3 separate regions of the Gossypium hirsutum genome follow, and regions 1 and 3 are each linked to region 2. Evidence: chromatin contacts called from public Hi-C data. All regions are on one chromosome and are shown on one strand. The core of a region is the stretch at or near the end of the contact, and the rest is flanking DNA. Distances in the headings are between cores, read along the strand shown. Region 1 holds the start of LOC107948871 (protein SLOW GREEN 1, chloroplastic). Region 2 holds the start of LOC107948874 (diaminopimelate epimerase, chloroplastic). Region 3 has its middle 11 kb from the start of LOC121228731.

Region 1 (3,512 bases), core at 414-2,913, 140 kb after region 2:
TCTAATTTTTCCATAGCAACTAGCCTAAAGTGGAGAAGAGCGTCTACCATTCAATATCCTCGCTACCACAGTTCCCTATATTCTACATATTCCATAGGAACCAGTCATTTAGAAGCATTGAAAAGAAGATGATTTAATTGCTATTTAGACCTTAAGCCATTTTCTAATTAAAAATCTATAACGATTAGACTTTACAATTTAGTCTTTAAACCTTAATTGATCACTAATTCGGCTAAATTATGTATCCAAAATTCAATTCACTTATATAATAAGTTTGTAATTACTTTTATTTAATATTTACGGCCTTGGTTTACGAAAATAGGGTCTCAAGACTGTAATTTTTGGCACCATTAGAAATTAGGTCTTTACAAAATTAGTCTAAGTTGCTTCGACAATGAATGTGGCGTCTCACATTCAGACTCGACGATCGAATCAGGTGTTACATTGGGTGATTAAAATAAAAACGTCCTGAAAGATGGGTGACCAACTACGTCCTTTACTCTTCTTTGTTAAATCTTCTATTTTACAACATAATCTCTAAAATAGACATTTTATATTTTCAAAAGCACTTTTTGACAACAATGATAAATACGGTCAAACTTTTCAAAAGTACTTTTCAACTTTAATGATATATTAGCCCTTAGTACATTTTGCTTGTTTGATTAAAATTAAAGTTCAATTCAATCGATAGCACATATTCAAATATAACAAAAGGTAATTAATAATATTATAGAGTAGACTTAATTTCAGAAAGAGTAAATTATTGGAATTAAAAGTAAAGTGATTAAACTTAATTTCAGAAAGAGTAAATTATTGGAATTAAAAGTAAAGTGATTAAAATTTAAAAGGTGAAGTAACCATAAAAGAATATGCTTTATAATATAATAAGAACAAATGGGTGAAGTGTACATGGGCCGGGCTACTAAGCCAGGCCTAAAGGCCCACCCGAAATGTGGGAGGGTTTGGGAAAAAATATAGGCACGAAAAATGGGCTTGGGCAAAAAAATAAGGCCCGTTTAAAAAACGAGCCAGGCCTCGGGTAAGACATTTTTGGCCGGAGCCTGGCCCGGCCCTGCCCGAATTCACTAAAAAAATTTAATTTTTTAATATTATTTTCTTATTATTTTCTCCCTATTTTATTACTATTTTACTATTATGTTGCTACTATTTTGTTGTTATTGTTTGAATATTATATAAAACTTATTCTATTATTAATTTTTATTATTATTTTAACGACATTTGCTAATTTTGTTATTATTTTAGAGGCATTTGCTTGTTAAATTGCATCTATTTTAGTGTTATTTAAGTATACATATTTTTTAAAATTTATTTTCAATTTGTTGAGAAATATTTATTTTGATTTTTTAGTATTTTTGATGGTTTATATATATATTAAAATTATATAAAAAAATATAAAAATTAATATAGGCGGGCCGAGTCGAGCTCGGGTTTTAATATTTTTATTCGGGCCGGGCTTAGACAAAATTTTAGGCTTATTTTTTGGGCCAAACTTGGAGCTAGCAAAAGGGCCTAAATTTTTAGTTGGGCCCAGCCCGAATCTGGTCCGGCCTTGCCCATGCACACCTCTAGGTGAAAGTCAGAAAGATGCTTTGCTTTGAGTAAATAAAAAATTCTTCTCTTGGGTTTGGCTTACAATAAGAAGGATGAGCGACAGCAGTAGTTACTTTTTTGAGATGGAAGTAAGTAGGTTTGAGATGGAAGTAAGTAGTTTCATAAATATTAAAAGGGATTTGATTGAGATGAGAGAGGACGGACGAGAAAGGTGATTCGGATAAAAGAGGCGATGGCATTTGGTGGATTGGGCTCTTTGGGTGAGGGGCTTCAAATTAGCTAAGTTTGACAAAGCATCAAATTTGGGTTTCAAAGACCGCACATTTTGGGATCCTCTTTCTTCGTTGCTCGAAGGGGTTTTGATTTTGAACTTTTCGCGTTCTCCCTCTTTCCATTTCGTTATCATCTTCTGCCTGGGTTTTAGGGACCAATATACCAAAGAAAACCTCTCTTTTTTCTGTCTCTGTAGCCATGGAGTCTTTTGCTACGTTACACTGCCGTCACCAACCTCTCCACCTCTCTTTCATTCACCACCGTCCCTATTTCCATAAACCCATCTTCTCTCTTTCATTCAGGGCTTCGTCTTCGTTCAAATTATCCTCCATCAGGGCTTCCTCTTCCTCCACTCCCTTCTTTGAACCCCCAAAGCCTTCGCCTTCGCTCCTTAAAACCACCTGCATTACCGTCACCGCTGCTGCCGCGCTTTTCTTCGCCCGCTTCTACCAGAAACCCGCTCTCGCCGCCGTGACGACACCCATCGTGGAGACCGCCACGAGGGAATCGATGGTCTCCTTAGAAGAGCAAGAGAAAACCCTGGTACAAAAATTAGGGAAGACTCCGAATGACGTTGAAACGCTGCGGTCTCTGATGGAGGTCCGGATCAAATTAAAGAAACTGCAGCAAGCTATCGATGTTATCGAGCGTTTGATTCGTCTCGAACCCCAAGACCCGGAATGGCCCATGTTAAGAGCCCAAATTCATAGCTACGCTGGCAATTTCGAGCTAGCCAAGAAGGAGTTCGAAGAAATATTGGCTAAAGACCCAGATCGGGTGGAAGCTTTTCACGGCCTTGTAATGGCTTATTCGGATTCGGGTCAGAAATTGAAAGAACTGGAAAAAAGAATTGAAGGGGCAATGGAGAAGTGCAAGAAAGAGAAGAAGAATAAAGATTTCAGGGATTTCAAGCTATTAATCGCTCAAATTCGGGTCATTGAAGGGAGACATTCAGAAGCTTTGAAGGTTTATGAAGGTTTGGTTAAGGAGGAACCAAAGGATTTTAGGCCATATTTGTGTATGGGGATTATCTACACGTTACTGAAGAAGAAAGCTGAAGCTGAGAAACAGTTTGAAAAGTTCAGGAAACTTGTTCCTAAGAATCACCCTTACAGGGAGTACTTTGTTGATAACATGATCGCCACTAGGCTTTTCGCCGAAAAAGCCGAAAGGGAAGGTGCAGTGAAGCGTTGAGTGTCTAGGGGTTTATTCATTTTCGGAGATGAAGATTCATGTTCTTACAAAGAGGTCCCTTTTTGTTTTTTTTTTCCTTTTAATTTCCTTTTATTTCTCTTATTTTTCCTACCGTTTTATTCAATGTTGCATTACATAAGTTTTTTTGGGTTTAGTATAAAGTTAAACATTGCTTAGTTGAGCTAAGCTTATCTATTATGGAAGTTAACTTCAAGCTCCTGTTATCCTATCTATTTGTTATACAAACATGTATATAAATGTTTCTTCGTCACCGGTGATTACCATTAAAAACAACAGTATAATCTTGAATAATAATTAAAAATGGGAAAACTTGCTATTGCTATCGATCCTTGAATTTCTGGCGTTGTTAAAGTGATGACTTTGAAGTACCTCTGAATTTGTTGGCAGCTTACCCTGATTGTGAAAATTACATTGCTGTTACCTTTTAGATTAATTGTGGTGAAATAGTGATA
Region 2 (3,944 bases), core at 1,360-3,859:
CACGCATTTTCAAGTGTTCATGAGAAAAAACTTCCACAAATTCTAACAAGACAAGGCATAATCATGGTTAGAGAGTGGATTTGCTTAACAGGAGATAAATGACAATCACGTAATAGGAAAACCATTTCATCACATACAAAAAGCATGAAGCCGTGCTAATAGATGTTACCCATGTAATTGATTGCTTAACATCATCTCAGAGATTAGATAATAACTAACCTGTGTTGGTCCTAGCTGGGAACATTTCATGATGCTCAAATTTAGGACCAATTGCAGCTAAATTTAGTTCATCAACGGTCAAATTCTGCTCAATCGCAATCATTAAGCAAAAGAAGGTCAGTATTAGAAATGCAAATGAAAAGAGAAGGAAGAATAGAGGAAATGTATCTCAAGACATCAGTCAATGAAAGCATTTTCTTCTAGAACAAGTAATTCAATGTAAAAGACAATTTTCACAGGCATCGATGAAAAGTTGGTAATTGTACAAGATTGGCTAAAACAAGCAGCTCTTTTAACAGTTCCTAGTATTGTTCTTCACTTGAAGCATACAATGGGTAAAAGGTTTATGATACTCAGGCTCATGCACATAATTGATATGCCAACAAAAGTTCGGCACGGGTAGATTTCTTGTTGTCTGCTACAAGCCAAACCTTGAGTCAAAAAGTTTTCTAGGCAGTAAATAACGAGCAAAAATATTTGAATATTGCAGAGGAAGTATAGTTAAGAATAGTTCATATAAATATAACATCCCGACTAATCTTCTCATCAATCATCACCCAAAATACAAACCTGGCTTTGTCTGTTGCCAAAAGTCACACAATGCGGATTTCCCATGCTAACACAAGTCACATTCCAAGTTACTCCATCTACATTGATATCTGCTTTAACAGCAGCTTGATCTTTATTTGCTGGTAACTTTGTAGGAACATCTGATGCTTTAAGAATTGGTTCACCCATATCAACTTTAACCTGAGATCATGCAGCTCCATGTCAGATGCATTAAGCACCATAGATGGAGTACTGTAACATATAGGATTCCAAATAAAATACCTTTCCGTCTTCTTGAATTTCGGGAACAATTAATCCCGCACCAGTATGCACAGTAAAACTGCATAAAATTAGAAGAGAATGAAACCCCAAAGACATTTCAGCATAAAACTTCAAACTGACTTTTTAACAATGAAGCCGCATTTAGGGACAAAGAGAATAAAACATTGCTTCAAACATATACACAAGGCAACATTATGACTGTTGGGAACATAGAAGTACACGCCATTAACTGTACCTTTGCTTCCCGTGTAAATTCTCAAGTTCGGCAATGAATCTCGCAAAGCACCTTACCCCATTCCCACACATCTAGAAGAAAAAATATTAATTAAAAAATAAAGCCAAAATTCTATTTTTATGTAAAAAACACATAATTGATCCAAGAAACCACTCAATATTCAATTTCAGTGATTCAACCAGAGAAACAAAGAATCAAAGTGACACACTAAGTCCCCATTTAGTTATCACTTTCACTAACAGACGTTTAGCTTTGATAGAAAAGGCAAATAAATAAGCATTTGGATACAAAATAAAAAAGGTAGATTCATTGCTAAATGAATTTAAACAATTAAAAACATAAATAAGAATTGTGTTAAGGCATGAAATTATTTTTATACAGAATAGTTAAGTTTTAACTTGTATTTATACTGAAAGTTTGGTTTCAGTTTGAATCAAATATATTTACTAATATATACGTCTTTTAGCAACTTTTGCGCAAGAAAAAGCTGATTACCTCGGGCTCGCTGCCATCGGAGTTGAAGATTCGCATAGTATAATCGGTACCGTTGACTCCCGGCATCGCAAAAATCACTCCATCAGCTCCGATACCGAAGTTCCTATCGCACAACTTCACCGCTTGCTCCGGCGTAATCCTCGGTTCCGTCGAGTCCCTGTTATCAACCTACGGCAATAAACAAGAATTCAGCTAAGGCAATTTGTGCTACATTTTTCCCAGCTAAATATAAATGAACTGGAGAAATTACCAAAATGAAATCGTTCCCAAGGCCGTGGTACTTAACGAAGTGAAGAAATCCACTTTCCCTTCGGTCAAGGAACGACGTCGTGGAGATTTTCTCTGGAGTTCCGATGCTCATGGAAGATGCAGAGACTCGAAGGTTAGGGTTTTTAAGAGAAGAAAAGTTGGAACGAAAAGAATCGAAATGAAGAGAAGAAGTTGATCGAAAAGGGGCGGCGATGGAGGCGGGTGAACGGCGAATTTGTGGCGGGAGGGAGAGGAAAATGGCGGCGGCGATGGCCATGAAGCTTTTGGTTTCTTCGTTTGATTTGAGACGGCGGGTTTTTAGTGTTGCGGTGGCGTTTTTGCAGTCAAAAATTGGAAAGGGCAACTGATTTTTCATTTTTGTCTTTGTCATGTAAAAGAGGTGGTGGGATCCTACGCGGATTGTGAATCGTGTAACCCGTTTGTCTATGAAGAGATTTGATCAGATTTCATGATAATGAGAAGATTATTGAGATAACATATTGTATACGATACTTCGGGTTGAGCTCAGCACAAGCTTGTAGATCTATGTGTACTAGTTCCAACTCTAATTCTTTAGAGTTGAAACTCTCTCTTGCTAGAAATGTTATCCCACACCACTGTATATTTACGATATTAAAATAAAAATATCATATTAAATTGTAGTAAAATAAAATTTAAAAATTAAATATATTAGTACATGATGTTATTTTTAATTATGAGTTAGTGTTAAATTAACTTGTGATATCAACACAATTAATAACATTTTATGGATATATATCAACTAATAGAGATAATAAATTATGCATATTAAGTTAAAAATGTAAAAATATATCAAAATAAAGTTTTGATTGAGTTGTAAATTTAATGTTTTATCTATACAATTAGCACAAATTTAAATATCACTATATGCATATTTTTATTATTTTTTGTTAAAATGAAAAAAACTAAAATACTCTCAAATAAAATAACTTGTTTTATTTATGGGAACTCCCCCACATCATTGCTTGTGCTCAAGCAAGGAAAACTACATACAAAATAAAATAAAAGATGTTCATAACTACATATAATTCTGGCATGATATATAAATGGCTTACCACTTTCAGTATCAAACACCTAAATTCAGTATATTACAAAGTATACAAGCATTAAGGTTTTCAATTATATAAATCCATCAATAAACCATATAGGTAATTTGATTATCCTAGTAGAATAGAAATAGTCGTTCTTGTAATTACTTAATACAATATCAATTCATGAATAAGTTTACCTAAGTCACATAGAACTTTTCAAATTGTAACGTTTTGAGGCTTAAGACAAGTATAGAATTCAAGAACAGGAAGCATCAAGATAGTTTCAAGCACGAAAAGAGTTTGACACATCAAAAAAACCTTTGCCCGCTCACCGCCTTATTTCACATTCTCTTACCTTTCTTATTTCTCCACATAGGAAGTTACAATATAATAAAGCAACTTCGACTAGCTCACGAGTTTTTGTGCACTAATGACTGAGTTTTCTACTTTTGTAACTTTGTCACCTTTGACATTTTTCAATACACCTTACTGACAATGCCTTTGTTTTTCAAGTACTTTTCTACTCGTATTGATTTTCTTTCTTATTTCTTTTGCATATATTGGCTAACCTATAATCACTATATCATACTGCTTCTTTTTACTTCACTTTGATTTTACAAAATTCGCCATGATGTATCTACTTAACCCTCAATACATATGACCAGACGTCTAAATTCATGCAATTCAAGACTAAGCAAAAAGGGTAAGTACAAATTAATAGTTTTAGCTTGGGTTTTGCATGAAGATTCATCAAGAAGTGTTTTCCAACTCAAAATAGGTACTAAGGATTAATAAATATGGTTAGCTTTTTGGCTTTGGGTTTATACCAAACAATTCATTTGGTC
Region 3 (3,879 bases), core at 104-2,603, 170 kb before region 2:
GAAAATGAAATGCTCATACATTTCCATTATATTTTCCTTTCAGTACAGCTTGGCAGCTGATCATTCCACGGTGGATCGCTCTCCATACACCAAAATTTAACCAATGCCGTTCATATAATGAAACCATATTATATTTTTAAAAAATTATGATGTTTGCTCCTTTGGATGCATGATTTTCCTCCAGGAAACATGGCTTATATATTTAATGACATAATTCCTGACTTCATGATGTCTTTACTTATTTTCCATGTAAATAATTTTGGGTTGAAAAATATCTGAATTAAATTTTTTTAAATTTGTGATCATTGACAATTGACATCGATTATAAAGGAAATAGTTCAATTTCAGTGACATGGGGCTGATAATATTCATAGCTAATAATATAGCAATTAGGCAAAAAAGTATAGTTTTAATGTGTATTTTGGGAAGTCCATGGGAAGCCCTGTCATTTTCATTCAAAGGGTTTTCTAAATAACAATTATATATAAATATATATATATCTTGGCTTGCATATTATGTAAAGTAATTTTCTTGAGCTTTTCAAAGACAGATTTAGGATTGTTTACACCCAAAAAAAGATTATCAATGATTATTCAACTCAATGCTTAGTCATAAATCATATAATAGGCTCTGACCACTAACAATATAAACCCAAATATTCTATTCTTACATTTTTCATAATTATGTGTTCTCCGTATGATAAAAGTAGCAAATATTATAACAATCATTAATTTGGGGTGTATAACATAATTAAATTTGGAATTAAGAAAGTGATGATGATCATACGCTTGCATATGAACCAATAAAAACCAATTTAGTTCATTAAAAGGGGAAAAAAATGACTTTGTGCCTTCATGAAAAGCTTGAGGACTAGGTGCTCGATTTCATGAACCAAAATATAGGTCTAAATATAAATATAATATATATTTAATTGGTTAGATGCCGTCAGCTTGACATGAAATCTTTTCAATATATATGCAGACTAAAGTCAAGTAGCTTTAGTGATGATTAAGAGTAATTCACTAGTTTTTGGACCAACATTTTTTCACTACCATAATTACTGGTTTACAAGACCCTTTCATTTTCAAACCAGTCACCCATCCTTTCCCCCTTTCTTTTTTAATTATGAGATTTTTATAATATATGGTGTTATTTAAAATTAAACCCTTAATTTTTGACACTTTCAATAAAAGAACAGAAAAAATAAATTTCGTCTTGGTGACATAAATGTCTACTAACAAGTAAGATTTTGTAACTTTGAGTTAAGCCCATTTAGTAATATCTCAATCTAAGTGTTCTGTATATACTAACCTAGGCCCGTTTAGGTTTGAGCATAGTATACAGTCCAAATGTGGAAACCATTCATTGATCTTGTATGGATTTATACGTGAGGAAATTGTCACCTTGGCCTGCTTCAGGTATCATAAACTAGCCTCGTGGCAGACGGTACTTGGTTGTAATAATTCAAGGTATGGATAGTATGCAAATCAAAATAATATAATTATATATAATTATTTGATGCAAAATTAGAATTCATCATTGGAATTGATAAAGAACACTAAAATAAATTGATTTTTTGTCTTAATCTCTTCTTCTTCTTTTTTATTTCATTACACAAACCCCTTAGTGATAGAGGTTATAAGGGTGAAGCAAAAAAAACTTTTTTGAGGAGGGGGACGGAATTAAGGTATGCATTTTATGACGGTTGAAATGCATTTTTAAGGGTTAAATTTAAAATTTATCATTTGGTAGAGGGTATAGTATGTAACACCCCTCACCCGTATCTAACGTCGGGACAGGGTTCGAGGTATTACTGGACTTAGACTTTCACCAACATGCAAAACTGGGTCACCAAATTTCGCCCAAAATTTAAAAGTTTTCAAACACATGCATACCGTCCCTTATACAGGCCTTCGAGGCCTAAAACATATCTCGAGGCAGTTCGGAACAAAACAGAGAACATTCGATAAACTTTGGGCAACTTTATAAATTCTCTTACTTTAGTGAGTCACACGCCCGTATGGGTGGGGCCGTGTGGTCACACACGCCCGTGTGGCTTGGGACACGCCCATGCCCTCAGCCTGTTTAACTCTCTGTTTATGACGTCAGCATGCATTTAGGGGCATACGGCCAAGACACATGCCCGTGTGTCTAGCCCGTGCTCGAAACTAACTTAAAATTTTAAGCGCAGGGAACGCACGGCCATACCACACGCCCATGGGGGCGATCCGTGTGTCACACATGGCCTAGACACACACCCATATGTCTACCCGTGTGGACTTTATTAGTTTATTTTCCAAGCCTTTGGCCACCCTCTACCAACCAATCGCACTTATAGGTTACCTTAATACATAATAAGGCCAGGTTATACACTTACATATAACCTTGATAAACCTCATTGCCTGTAAACCTCATATCATCGGTTTTATACATGCTAGGTTAATTCCCTTTTTGTATTAAGGGTTTCCATGTCTCATTGACGCATTTAAGGTTGGCTCATTCTTATAAATCATTGCCAATTATAACCAAGCCATCTCATGTAAACATAAACATGCATAGATTTGTAGGTCATAGCCTACTTCAAAATAAGCCAATTTCCATGGCCAAATACAAGAAGATATGTAATTTTTACAAGCTTTCATATGGTAAATTCAAATGACACATATCACAAAATAAACCAAAGCCCTATACATGCCATTGAACAAAATAAGAGTATCTATATACCAAAGCTAGACTAATTGATAGTGTGTTGACTCTCCAACCATCTTCCAATCTTTACGAGTCCTCGAGCTCTGTAAGATAGGGAAAAGAGAAGGGTAAGCATTTACATGCTTAGTAAGCCCGAATAACTGGAAAGTAAACTTACCAAGTAATAGCATATAACCATATTTAGAAAATATACCAACAAGAATGAAATGGTTTCCCTATCAAATGCACTCAATCAACAAGTTAGTCACAATAATAATACACCATGTAATTTGTTTTAGATGAGCTCATCATCCAATATTTTCATTTTTATATCTCATGTTAATCCCGTTGAGTTTCTTGGAAATCTCAATGGATTATCCATTTACCGTCCAGTCATAAGAGTGATCATCTCATGTACGCACTCCTGCGAACCTCACATCTTACGGCGGGATTACCAGTCCAGGCTAAATCCCTTATAGCGACAAACACCCTTAATGAGCTGGGATCTGAAATACCAGTCCAGGCTAAATTCAGACTCTAATCGGATTACTCGTCCGGGCTAAATCCAAAATGCACACATATTCTTCAGGAGGCTCGATCACTCAAGGAACACTTGTCCGGGCTAGATCCTTTTTATATGTGAGATCAAATGATTACCCGTCTGGGCTAAATCTTTTCTGCAACACATGCAGGATCTCAAGTTATGAAAGCCATGGTTTATCCATTAGATTCCCTTTTCAACCTCAACCGGGACATTTATCGACATGTCATTATTAAGGATGTATTTCATAGATTTTCATGCCATCATCAAATGCAATTACCATACATTCATAAATCATGCAATTAAGCATACTATGAGTTTACTTTAAGTTATCCGAACTTACCCGGTATTTGTCTTGGAATAGTGTGTCGGTTATTCCGAAACTTTTCGTTTTCCTCGATCAACCTCTAAAGTTTGTTCATCGGGGTCTATAAAAATAAAATTAAATTATTAACACCTCACATTATACTTTTCAAGTCTAAATTTCACCCCCGGTCCAAATGACTGTTTTTCCCCTAACTTTTCACATTTTTACGATTTAGTCCCTAGGCTCGTATAATGAAATGCATGCAATTTCTACCTTACCCAAGCCTAGCCTAATATTTTTCCCTCTTATGGTAGCCCACATTTTTTTTATTATTTCTCATTTC

Evidence for each region. A called contact is a pair of places that touch in the nucleus more often than the background predicts.
Region 1: a contact with region 2 is called in a Hi-C map of leaf, with 3 times the contacts expected there. The contact joins the promoter of LOC107948871 here to the promoter of LOC107948874 in region 2. A contact is called at or near these places in 5 of 34 Hi-C or Micro-C datasets (callus, hypocotyl and leaf).
Region 3: a contact with region 2 is called in a Hi-C map of leaf, with 2.1 times the contacts expected there. The contact joins the enhancer-like site here to the promoter of LOC107948874 in region 2. A contact is called at or near these places in 2 of 34 Hi-C or Micro-C datasets (hypocotyl and leaf).

Annotation. Positions count from the first base shown.
Region 1 is chrA04:70,015,073-70,018,584 of Gossypium_hirsutum_v2.1, reverse strand. LOC107948871 (protein SLOW GREEN 1, chloroplastic) reads left to right here and starts at 1,663. Exons shown (of 1, transcript XM_016883526.2): 1 at 1,663-3,268. The coding sequence starts at 2,044. The coding sequence ends at 3,039.
Region 2 is chrA04:70,152,462-70,156,405 of Gossypium_hirsutum_v2.1, reverse strand. LOC107948874 (diaminopimelate epimerase, chloroplastic) reads right to left here and starts at 2,609. Exons shown (of 9, transcript XM_016883530.2): 1 at 2,031-2,609; 2 at 1,781-1,948; 3 at 1,286-1,356; 4 at 1,051-1,108; 5 at 790-969; 6 at 220-304; 7 at 1-42. The coding sequence starts at 2,420.
Region 3 is chrA04:70,320,190-70,324,068 of Gossypium_hirsutum_v2.1, reverse strand. No RefSeq gene overlaps it. Among protein-coding and RNA genes, the nearest start is that of LOC121228731, 11 kb to the left of the region's middle. Within about 2 kb of position 1,353, at least 2 of the 9 cell types and tissues checked have an H3K27ac peak or open chromatin away from gene starts, as enhancers often do. A contact at or near this core is called in leaf, where this site is marked.